2 separate regions of the Mus musculus genome follow, and region 2 is linked to region 1. The links are chromatin contacts, called in public Micro-C maps. All regions are on one chromosome and are shown on one strand. The core of a region is the stretch at or near the end of the contact, and the rest is flanking DNA. Distances in the headings are between cores, read along the strand shown.

The links. A called contact is a pair of places that touch in the nucleus more often than the background predicts.
Region 2: a Micro-C map of embryonic stem cells shows a contact between it and region 1, with 2.4 times the contacts expected there. The contact joins the enhancer-like site here to the promoter of Syt9 in region 1. A contact is called at or near these places in 4 of 484 Hi-C or Micro-C datasets (Sertoli cells, cerebellum, cortical neurons and 1 more) and 2 of 115 datasets of contacts at active chromatin or transcription factors (astrocytes and embryonic stem cells).

Annotation. Positions count from the first base shown.
Region 1 is chr7:107,368,305-107,373,951 of GRCm38.p6, reverse strand. Syt9 (synaptotagmin IX) reads right to left here and starts at 3,162. Exons shown (of 7, transcript NM_021889.4): 1 at 2,805-3,162. The coding sequence starts at 2,949.
Region 2 is chr7:107,659,285-107,664,931 of GRCm38.p6, reverse strand. All of the region lies in intron 3 of Ppfibp2 (PTPRF interacting protein, binding protein 2 (liprin beta 2)), which reads right to left. Among named protein-coding and RNA genes, the nearest start is that of Ppfibp2, 67 kb to the right of the region's middle. Within about 2 kb of position 3,556, at least 36 of the 459 cell types and tissues checked have an H3K27ac peak or open chromatin away from gene starts, as enhancers often do. A contact at or near this core is called in embryonic stem cells, where this site is marked.

The sequences.
Region 1 (5,647 bases), core at 1,913-4,412:
TTAGGGCCATGCTGAACTTTGCACCCCTTCCTGGTTTCTGGAACAAACCACTAACTTCACTCTTGCTTTTCTATATACAGTATCTTCTCACACAGCAGTCTGGCTGAGACTTCTCCAAAACGTCTAATGGTCGAATCTAATTCAGAGTAAAAAGCAAAGTCCTTCTAATAGTTTACAAGCCCTACAAGATCTGCCCTATCTAACCCTTGACCAGATTTCTTACCACACTCCACCTCCAGCCGCACCTGAAGTGAGTGTTTCTTAAGTGACAGCAACAATGCTTCTGCCTCCGAGCCTTCCACATGCTCTTCCTGGTGCCTCAAGTCCGCTGGCTTGTGAGCCTGTCTTACCCCATCTCTGAAAAGGGGGGAAATCATCCCAGATGCAGTGCCACTCTGCTGGGAATTGCTTGTTTTCTCCCTTTATAACTCAAATCTTTAATGGCGCTTGAGAAAACAGCCACCATGGGGGAGCCATGGATAAGCATCAGGCAGACAAGGCTGCAACGTGGCATTCGTGGGTTCTTTCACAGAAAAGGAAGTCACCCATTTACAGAGAGGACTCTCTGGGGACCCATCAGGGCAGCTGTCCATAGCTGTTCTGGGTCAAACTACCCAACAGCCGTTCACCTAGCATGCGCAGTGCAGCCTCTTCAGCCACTCATCTTTAGGGCTCAGAGATTAAGGGCACTCTTGGTTTGCACGAACAGCTTCAGAGGAAAGGACATGCACTCACGAGATGTATGTAAGAATTACTGTGAGCAAGGTGAGGAAGGGAGAGGGATGGGGAGGTCTGGACTGAGCAGATGTGCCCTGAAAGAGAGGGTGGTGTGTTAAATGCATCTTTGGCTATAAATTCCTCCCACTTTCTTAATTTCAGGGCCCTTCTCCTGTCTCAAGCTCAGGCTACTTCCTGACACAATGAAAAGAGCCAGAGGGGCAGGAGCTACCTCAAAGCCATGTGCCCTAGTTTAAGCAGAACACAGCTTTCAGGAAGTCAGGGAACAGCAAGACAGTCATTGAAAGCAATTTCCCAGTTCAGGAACCAGAGTTCCTCTTGTAAGGAGTATGCTTGGGACTCTTCCTTCAGGCCCACCCAGTGTGGAAACTGGGAGAGTCTAGGCACATGGGAAGCAGTCACTTCATTAAATGGAAGAGAGAGAGAACTGACCAGAAAGATGTGGCTTATTAAAGCCCAATTCAGAGACAGGCTGCATCCCCCTTCTCTTGTAAAGCCAAAGATGACAACTTGTCTGAGATAACAAGGAAAATCTGCTTCACAGGGGCAGGAACACAAAGAGAGGTGTCAGTACTAACATGAGCTTTGGGAAAAGTGTGTTAATAATGAGCTTGGTCCTGCTATGTAAGCACAGAACACCCCACACTCAGAGCATCTTTCTGGGATTCCTGGGGGGAGGTGAGGCACTTCCATTCATATCTGTGGTCTGTGGGGCACACGCTCATCCATCAAAGAGCCACTCAGAAGCTGGACAACCAAGCCTCCAGGGAAATCACTGCAATCTGTAGTTCTCCACTTAATTCTCCCCTTTGGAGTAAAAGATTGGAGATCATTTGAGAAATTTATTAATGTAACCATGAGCATGAAAAAAAAATAGATCCTCTGAGTACAGAAAAATGTGACAAACTTTTAACACCTGCCTTTGCCACACACACTGAGCATTGTCCTATTAAAGGTAGGTTGTTTAAATGGGCTCGTTCCTAGTTAAAAGTCAAGTCACTCTTTATCCTTTGTAAATGTATTTTTATAGAATGAACTGGCTTGAAATGAGAAATGCTCACATTTACTTGTTTGCACAGCAATTGCTTATTGCCAATGTCTGCACACAGGAACATCAAGGCAAAGGCCATTCTTTCATCCCTCTTTTAACAGTCTAACCATGATTTGCCTTTTAACATTTAAAACACTTAGACTGGAAAAATATTCGAGATTATGAGTCCTCCAGCCTAGAAGATGCTCAGGAAATATCCAAAAGGAATGAATGCATCTTTCCAGTGCCCAATGATGAGTAAGAAAACAGTAGGACTTGCAAACTGCTCAAATAAAACACCTTCCTCTGACCTTAATTGGTCAGATGCCAAAGTAAGCGAACTTTACAAAGTTAGGAGCCTCACAACTTTCACTAGGACAACTGCCAGCTGCAGCAAGCCCACCACTCTAGTGTGCCAAGCTATCACTGCGAGACAAACTGGGAGCCAAGGCCTCATTGCCTAAGCACCTTGAGACATGAAAGGAGAGGGTTCAGGCCCAGCCGCTCTAGTCGTGTGACTCTGGGGCCCGGCCCCAGACAAGATCTTGTCTGGTCCTTTCCACAGTAGAGCCTGGGGGGAAACTGGGCACTCAGGTTGAGCAGCTTCGGGTGGAAATCAGCCCGGCTGTGCCAAACTCCCAACTTCACAGAGTTTCCTTGGCTCTCAGATCCCACTCCCAGCTCCGAGGCCTCCGTGGCCTCGCCTGGCTCCCGGGCGCTCGCGAGTGAAGTGGCGGGCGCAGCCCCGAGCTCAGGAGCCGCCCCCAGGAGCCCAGCGCAGGTGGCGGGCGTGGTTCCTCCAAGCCTGCCCCAGCCCACCCTGGCTCGGCCTCCGCGCGGCAGCCTCCGCCCGAGTTCGCCGGGTTCCAGCATCAGGCCGTGGTGCGCTGGTTGTGGAGACCTACTTGGGCTCAATGGTCACCCATTGCCCTCCTCCAGTCTGCGTCGCTCTCCTGCCTCAGGCCCTGGCTAGGTCCCCAAGTCCCCATTTCAGGGCCCTCGAGTCGCGCCCGCCAGCGGCGGCGGCCGCGCTTACCTGGGTCGCGGAGCCGGGGTCTGGCACGGTCCCGCAGGTGGTAGATGAAATCTTGGCAGCTGTCGTGCTCCAGGGCCCCTCGGGCACAGAGCTCGGCCAGCAGCTGCAGCGCCTGGTGACAGAGCGCGTCCCTGGCCCCGGGCATCGCCCCCCCGCATCCTCGGACCGCGCCGGGCAGGCGGGCGCGGGAGAAAGCCCTCCGCCTGCCAGCTCAGAGCTGCCGCCGCCGCCGCCGCCACCGGCCGGTCCGCGCTCCCCACCCGAGCCGCAGCGCCAGCCGGGTCGGCCTCCCACCGGTTGCATGCAGCTCTCGGAGAGCCGCTCGCTCGGGCTTTCTCCGTCTCCCGCGCGGCCCCTCGTCCCTCCCTCGGCGCGGAGGGGAGGCGGCGCCGCACAGCCCAGCGCGCCTCTCCGCGCTCCGCCCGCTACTCGCGGCCGCCGGGGGCGGGGCCGGGTCAGGGGTGCGCGCCGCGGGCGGGGGTTTGCCGCGGCCGCCGCAGAGCAGGCGCGCCAGGTAGGGACCCGGGACGGGGGCGCTCGCCCACTGCAGGAGAAGCGCCTGATTCCGCTCCGGACCCTGCGCTGTGAGCGGCCGCGCCCAGGATCAGGAAGTACGAGCTGGTGCGCGTGCTAGACGCTCTTGGCACCCCATTTCTCCGCCCAGATGCAAACCTAGCATCCCTCAGGGCTCTGGAGCCACGCGTGGGTCCAAAGCACGTTCTCGGTTGTATGGAGCGAAGGCTGGAGGGTAGACTACACCTGCCGAGATCTCAGTACCTTCTTTAAACTTGGAAAGCGCGGTCTGAGCAGAAACCGCGGGCCCAGGGGTGTCACGCGCCCAAATGCGGGGTTTAGAGCCAAGATTTTCCAACAAAGAATGGATGCACAGCGTGATGGTGATTTGGAGAAGGTGGAGGCTCAGATAAGAAATGAGGACAGATGTATGGCCCTCCGGAAAGACGCTGAGGCTCACCTGGAGCTTTGCAGGTCCTGATTGGTTTTCTAAGAAGCTGATTGGAAATGCGAAGGTTGCCAGCATTTCCCTGGCACAGGAGACAGAGGATCCAGAATTTGTGGATGTTTGGAAAGACCTCAGTCACCTCTCATCTACCCATCTCTTCATTTTTTTAGGCACTCAGCCCAGAAATAACCACAAATTATTTAGCTTGTTTGTGTGCCCAAGGCACTGTGCCACAGCCTTTTGTATAGTTTCATTTAATTCTCTAGATAGAGAGCCTTAAACGTGTGTGTGTGTGTGTGTGTGTGTGTGTGTGTGTGTGTGTGTGTGTGATCTCCACGCTGCCACTAAAACAACAGACTCAAGAGAGGTGGTACTTGCCTAAGTTCATAAGAGACTTCTCCCCCACCCTCTCTCTCCCTGCCTCTCATCCACCCGCTCCTCTTTTTCTTTCTCCCTGATTCTCTTACATATTTATGTAATCCTAATGTCAAACTTCATTCTAGAACAATTAGCTAGGACTCTTACCCATAAGGATGTGCTGTCTAAGAATCATATTGCAAATAAGGAATATTTGCTCAACAGACAAAACTTGAAGTTGTGTGGTGAGCAGTGCTGGGTTTGGTGGAGTTTATATTAGAGTAATAGAGAATGGGCAGCTGTAGTTATAAAGGTAAATCCAGATAGCTGTGGAAAGGCACGTAGAGTCTATTTTGGGTTTCTATTTTTAGTTTGTTTGGTTTTTTTTTTTTTTCCCCACTTCCTAAACTTTTTCCTTTAAAACTAAGGCCCAGGGCTGGGGTGCAGATTAATTGGAAGAGTTGCTTATCTACCATACTCAAGGCTCTGGATTTCATCTAGAAACAAACAAACCCAGTATAGTGGCATAAGCCTGCAATCCGAGTGCTCTGAGGTTCAAGGTCATCCTTGGCTACATTCTGAAGTAGTCTGGGCAACACATGCCTCAAACAAACAAACAAAAACACCTAAGACAAACACAGCACACTGTGAAGGAGGGAACCAGCTGAGAACGAGCCAGTCCAGGAGACTGAGCAGGTGCTCTTCCAAAGGGGGGGAGGGTGGAGGGGGGACCACCAATGGCCATGACGCAGAGAAGGATGGTGTATGAAGAGGGGAAGTGCTTGTTCAAACCAATAGCAGTGTAACTCTTATGAGATGATGTCAGAAAGCTGAAAGCTGTGAATTCCGTTAGTAATAACTGGAAGAGATTAAAATCTGGTGATAGCCTAGACCAGACAGAAGCAAATGCTGACTTGGGAAACAGTCAAATTTGAAAGGCATTTTAAATATTAGGAAGACTGTAATGGATAGAATCTGAAAGAAAGAAAAGTAGCAACATGTGAAGAGGGGTGCTGGGTTTGGTAGCCCAAACTTGTAATCTCAGTCCTCAGAAAAGTAGAGGCAGAAGAATTCATTCAAGTTCAAAGCCAGCCAGGTCTTCATAGCAAGTTTCAAGCTAGCCAGAGATACACAGTAAGACTCAAAATATAAAACATGAAAAACAATTTGCACCCTAAAATAAAACAGAAAAACAAACCACAACATAAAAAACCCTCTGAAATCTCCCCAGATTCAAAAGCATACCTGGGACATATGTGGGTCTCTAGTGGCACATAGATGTTAGCCTAGAGCTGCATGACAGGGGTCTGTGGTCATTAATGGGAAAGAGAAAGTGAGTTGCCACATGGAAGGTTACTCCCAGGAGAGGTGGCTAGGAGATAACTCCAGCCTTTAAAGATAACTCAACAAGAGGATGAAAAGTAGCAATTAGAAGAATTAGAAGGCAATGTACAGAAGTCCAAGGAGGACTTTGATAGAAGTGATTGACAACCGTCAGGTTTAGAGTTTAAAGGTAGAGGGGAAT
Region 2 (5,647 bases), core at 2,307-4,806, 290 kb before region 1:
GACCTTTACTACTGGCTCCCTCAGGGAGTGCTGCTCTGGGCTGTGAGCCACCACTGCCAGGGTCCTCCAGGTCACATACCACACCAGGGATTACTGCCTCAGTAAAGTCCTGGGTCTGCCTCCCTGCTCTTTTCACCTCTGCAGGACCTGCTTCACAGAGCAGGGAGATAGGAAGGGTGAGTTTCCATGAGACGTGGGGAGTGGCTCCAGGTCAGAAGGAGCCCTGGAAAGCATGGAGTGGGTCACATGCTGGCTCTCCAGCGTGCCCCTTTAAGACTCCCCAGACGCCACACCCCCTCTCCTCATATTTTGACATCTTCTTTGAGAGCTCCCCCTAACACAGCTTTTCTCCCTTGCCCAACCCTTAATGTGTGGCCTTTGGCTATGACTGATTATGAAAGTGATCTTTGATGTGGGTGTAGTGGGAATGGTGGTTACATGCAAAGGCTCTGTGCTCAGCTGTCTGTAGTGAATGACTTGCAGGCGCATATCATGTGACTGCCAAGGCCCTCCTGTGTCTTTCCTGGAAATCCCAGCATAAAGCAAAGACTCCACTGGTTGTCAACAGCCCCCTCATCACGACATCAATGTTCACTACAGCCCACAAGCCAAGCCAGAAAAGACGGCACAAATAAGGCTAGCAGCAGAGCCACAGATCAGAGGCAGGGGAGGAGGGCTCTAGCAGGCAGCTGGCACCAAGGGAGGAGTAAATTCCTGCAGACACACCCAGATCAGAGGGCAGAAGGAAAAGGCAGGCTCACTGCCCTGTCATGATCTCTGGATCCCTCCCCTTACCCTGGCCTAGTTTCAGTGTGGTCTAAGAGCCATCGCCTCCACCCAATGCTTCCCCAACTAGACCTCAGTGCAATGTGTGAAGAATATAGGGATAGGGAAGATTTTATACACATATACATACATACATACATACATACATACACACACACACACACACACACACACACACACATATACATATATAGTCACACAGAGAGAGAGAGAGAGAGACAGAGACGGAGAGAGTGTGTGTCTAGGAACCTGGGAAAGTCAAATGAAGAAATGCATTAGGTAAGCAAACACTTGTTCCGCACCAAGACAAATGAAATGTACTTCCTGCCCGGAGTAGATAAAGACTTATCTTTCACAGTATATAATAAAGGTGTGCAGAGGCTGGGGAGCTGATTTGGAGTGATTCCAAGTCCCTGAGGATAAGGGAAACTTGTGCTTTCTGCAGAGGGGCTTAGTGCCTGTCTTTACTTTTGCTAGAGTCAGGAATGACGCCGCCGTAAGAAGTTACTTCTCATGAACCCCTACCTTACCTCCTGGGAGAGGTGGCTCAGATGCAGCAGGACAGACAGCATCCCCCGACTACTCTTCCTCAGCTCCTTCCTGATGCATCCCAACCCTCCCATTGCTGGCTAGAGCGTCCCTCCCTAGACCCTAGGGACTTCCAGCCCATGGCAAACCACAGATGATGGTGTACAAGGCTCCACCGTACCACACTGTGCGAAGTGCATCTTATTTCTGACTAATTTCTTTTAACTTCATGCCAAGTACAATTCTTGTTACACAGAAAGGATTTAAGCATTCTCAGAATGAAATAACGAGGCTCAAAACAGAGAGCTTAGCAAAAACTAATATTCTACTTAGAAAACAATAAGGGTGTAATCGCCTCTTTGCCTAGTAACTCAACTGGTGTCTGATGGACTAGGGGAAGGTGGAGAGGAAAGAAGAGGGAGAAAGCGGGGGAGCTCAGCAAAACCCCTGGCACTTTGATATGTCCAAAACCAGCAGCTCTTGCCTGAATCTAACTGTTTCAGCATGTTTTACTTCTTTCATTTCAACCCCCGAGTCCACGAAACTCACACTCCAAAGGACCTGGAGCAGAGCATGCACAGGAGGCTGGCAGGAAGGACTGGGCTGGGGAAAAGTGAGATGGTTGAACAGGGACTTTAGGTATCTACAACTCGGACATCCCCAGGGGCTCAGCCAGAGCTCCCTACAGAACTGCAGGTGAACCCAGTTACCCCACACCCACCTCAAAGGTCATCCTGGTCAAATAAATCAGATAAGCCCACAAGTGCATTCATAATATTCACAATACACACACACACAAACACACACACACACACACACACACACACACACACCCCTTAAGAGAAGCAGCCTGGCTTCATCTGGCCTGAGCTTGGGAATGCTCCTTCAGGGGGATGCAGGAGGCGTCAGGACAAGAGACAAATTCTATCACACTTGACTGCTATCTGTAGCATGAAAGTAGTTACAGACAATGCTAACTAACCTGTGACTGAGCTTCCCTTAAACCTCATTTATAAATGCAGAAAATTGATGTTTTTATCATTCCACGTCATAAAATAGTCTTGCGGGTTTTGATCAGTTTTTAAAATGCGAAAATCATTCTTAGCTGATCCAAGGGCATAATAAACAGGCAATAGGCCAAATACAGGCTCACCAGCCTCTGGGATAGCACCAAGCTTCCCCATCTATAATGAGTTGCCTGGGTTGGAGGGGCTTGTAGGGAAAATGCCAAGTTGGACCAGCGGGGTAGAAATGGAGCCTGGATTTAATTGCACGTTGCTAAGAAGTTTCCAGGGAGACACTTACATGGCTGGTCCCAGGACCACACCTGAAGTAGTACAAAATAAGAAACCCACTTCCAGAAGTTTCTCAGAGAAGTCAGAACTGAGAGAAGGCATCCTGTGGCTGGCCGCAGCAGTGCTGAAGGGGCAGAAGGCTCGGGGTTAGTCTATCTCACAGGCCTTGTTTGCGGGCTGAGGGTAAGTGGGTGTCTACATGCTTACACCCCAAGTCAAGGTAATCTGGCAACACCCCCTACCACATCCCCTGGGCCTGAAGCAGGAAATTCAGAGGGAAAGATTTATTTGCCGTTTCACCAGTGTTTGCACATTCTTGGCCATTTATAAACACTGGTTCCTGCGGGCTGGAATAGTCTCTCTGGTCAGGTCCTGAAAGGATCCAGATTGCCAGAATTTACTTGCTTAGTTAGGGAGGCAGGGGGAAAAAAAAAAAAAAAAAAACAAGGGAAAAAAAAGTAATACCATTAAATCTGCAGTAACTGAGAGTCCCTCAATGTTATCTGTGATGCCAGAAAAACTGTGTACATAAGCCCCCAAGGCACGAGACAGACACCATGTGGCCCAGGAAACGCCTCCTGGAATGTGAAGAACCTTCCTCCTGGGCCATAGCAAAAAGGTCAAGGAGCCTGGAGAGGTGGAACAAAGGAAAGGTCAAATGTATGCTCCAAAGCTCAGGCCTCAGCAGCCCGTCTCTCCTTCCCAGCTCCACAATGGACCCTGCTCTGCCAGCTATTTGTCCTCTGTTTCCTAAAGAAAATGAGAAAGAACTCTTGTTTTTGACAGACCCAGATGCACTGCTCAGCAACCTCACAGGAGGAAGAAAAAAAAAAATTCAAACTATTTTCTCTTATAAAATCTACTACCTGATTCCTAGTCCTTGGCCTTCAGACATTCCAGCTTTTGTCACTGCCTGCCACCTACTGGCTTCTCAAAGTACTGCACGTGAATTAAAGTATCACCACTGCACACTGTCCACTAGGCCCTGCCCAGCGATTGGGGTGGGAGGACACCGATCCCTACTTATGTCTGAGAGCTCACTGAACCGCACACTACACCTGCCATTGGAGAGGTATGAAACACAGACCGGAAATTAGCTCACATTAGCTGCACCTTTTTTGTTCTACAAAACTAAATATCCTCCTACCCATATGTGTATGCATATTTGTGTGTGTATTTGTGTGTGTGTGTGTGTGTGTGTGTGTGTATACACTGACAATCAAGCCCAAGACCACCTACATTCTAAGCATGCACACTACTATGAAGCTATAATCCACTGAAGGGCATCCCAATCTTCTCTTTTTTTTAAACCCAGAGGAAAGGTTTCCCTACAAATCTCCAGCCTGCAGTTTTGTACAATGTACAAAACAAAACAATGTAAAAATGTTCAGTATAAACATACCCAGACCTGTATTTTGGTCCTGCTGGAGACCGGTGACAGAGAAATGAATCCCATGGCTAGAGAAACCCAAGCTCACATGTTTTACAGCCAGTGAGGCCGCTTTCTCTCCTACCTCTCCTGAACCACCTCCAGCTTTCCAATATGGAAAACAGATTTGCTTCTTTGGCCAAGTGAAGAACTGCAAAGTGAATGTGGCGAAGAGAAAAGCTTTGTCTGAAGAACTGCAATGGAAGGAGCCACCATCAGTGACAAGACAAAAGCAGGCCCCTTCCAAGGCCTTTCTCTTTGTTGAAAGACTAGCTCAAAAGCTATGTGAGGGGGCCTGCATTGATGGGCTTAAGATGTCAGAGATGCACACATACCCTATGTGAGGCCTCCCAGAATGCACAGCTGAGGCAGGTCTTTGCACAGTTCTTAAGATGCAGGCCTCAGTTGAAACTCCCTAAACTGTTTCCACTTTGAAAACTAAGAAGTGTGGACTAAGACCAAGGCTGTTATTTTAAGGGAGGCCTGTTACCCCCGTCCACAGAGTAAAAATAAAACACTGGACAAAATACTTATCCACGAGGCTGGAAACACAGCTCAGCTAGTAAAGTGTTTGGCATACACAAAACCTACCATACCCACCACCACATAACCCTGGAATGGTGACATGGGCCTAAAGCCCTAGCACTAAAGAGGTAGAAGCGTGAAGATCAAAACTTTGAGCTAATTTATAGCTGTGCGGTGAGGTGAAGGTCTAGCCTGAATATGAAACCCTTTTCCATAATACATATATACAAGCATGCATGCATGCAGAAAGGGAAGGGAAGGGAGAGGGAAAGGGAAAGAGAGAGGAGGGAGGGGAGAGAAGGGGGAGAGAAGAGGAGCCAAGCTAGCTAGGCCAGATCTTGTAGATACCAAAACTAAACTGATATCACTTCCAGTAGGAAACTGAGTCTCAGGGTACAGAAGAGGACCAAGCATTGGCCTTTTAAAGTCCTTCTACCTCCTAACCCCACCTTGCCTAGGTTCAGCTTGCTTTCCCGGTCCTAGGCTAACTGACCTGGACACCTGCTGTATTACAAAGGAAAGCGTGGGCTCCTGGGGTGGAGGTTGGGGATGCGCATGTGCTCCAGTTCCAAAGAGAACAGCAGCCTCTTGGAGCAAGCATCTCTGCCAACCACTGGCTCACATCCTACAATCCTGCCTTGACTTGCCCTCGCTTTGCTGTTGCCGGGGGCTCCCCTGCTCCCTCTCTGACTCCATCTTGAACTTTCACCAAGGATCTCTTTGGCCCATAGCCATAGTATCCAAAGGCTATACCAGCTGCTGGCAGAAGAGGGGTGTATACAGAATGTTAGAGGAACAACCAGAGCTGCTCCATCTGGAGACTGCTGGCTCTGGGGCTCACATCAGCTCTACACTAGCAAACGTGCCTCTTCCCCCTAGTCGAACATGCCACTCTGGATGGCTAATCTCTTTAGAAGGCTCCACACACAGCCAAGCTGACCACATCAAGAAAACTACCCAGCCAACCAAGCAGGTATGGAAAAGTAGACACGCCCCTTGCAGACCACATGAAAGCCCTCTTGAGGTGCAGCCAGAAGTCTCAGAAGCATATCTAGTGGCACCAAGCCTTTCTTGCCTGTGCTAC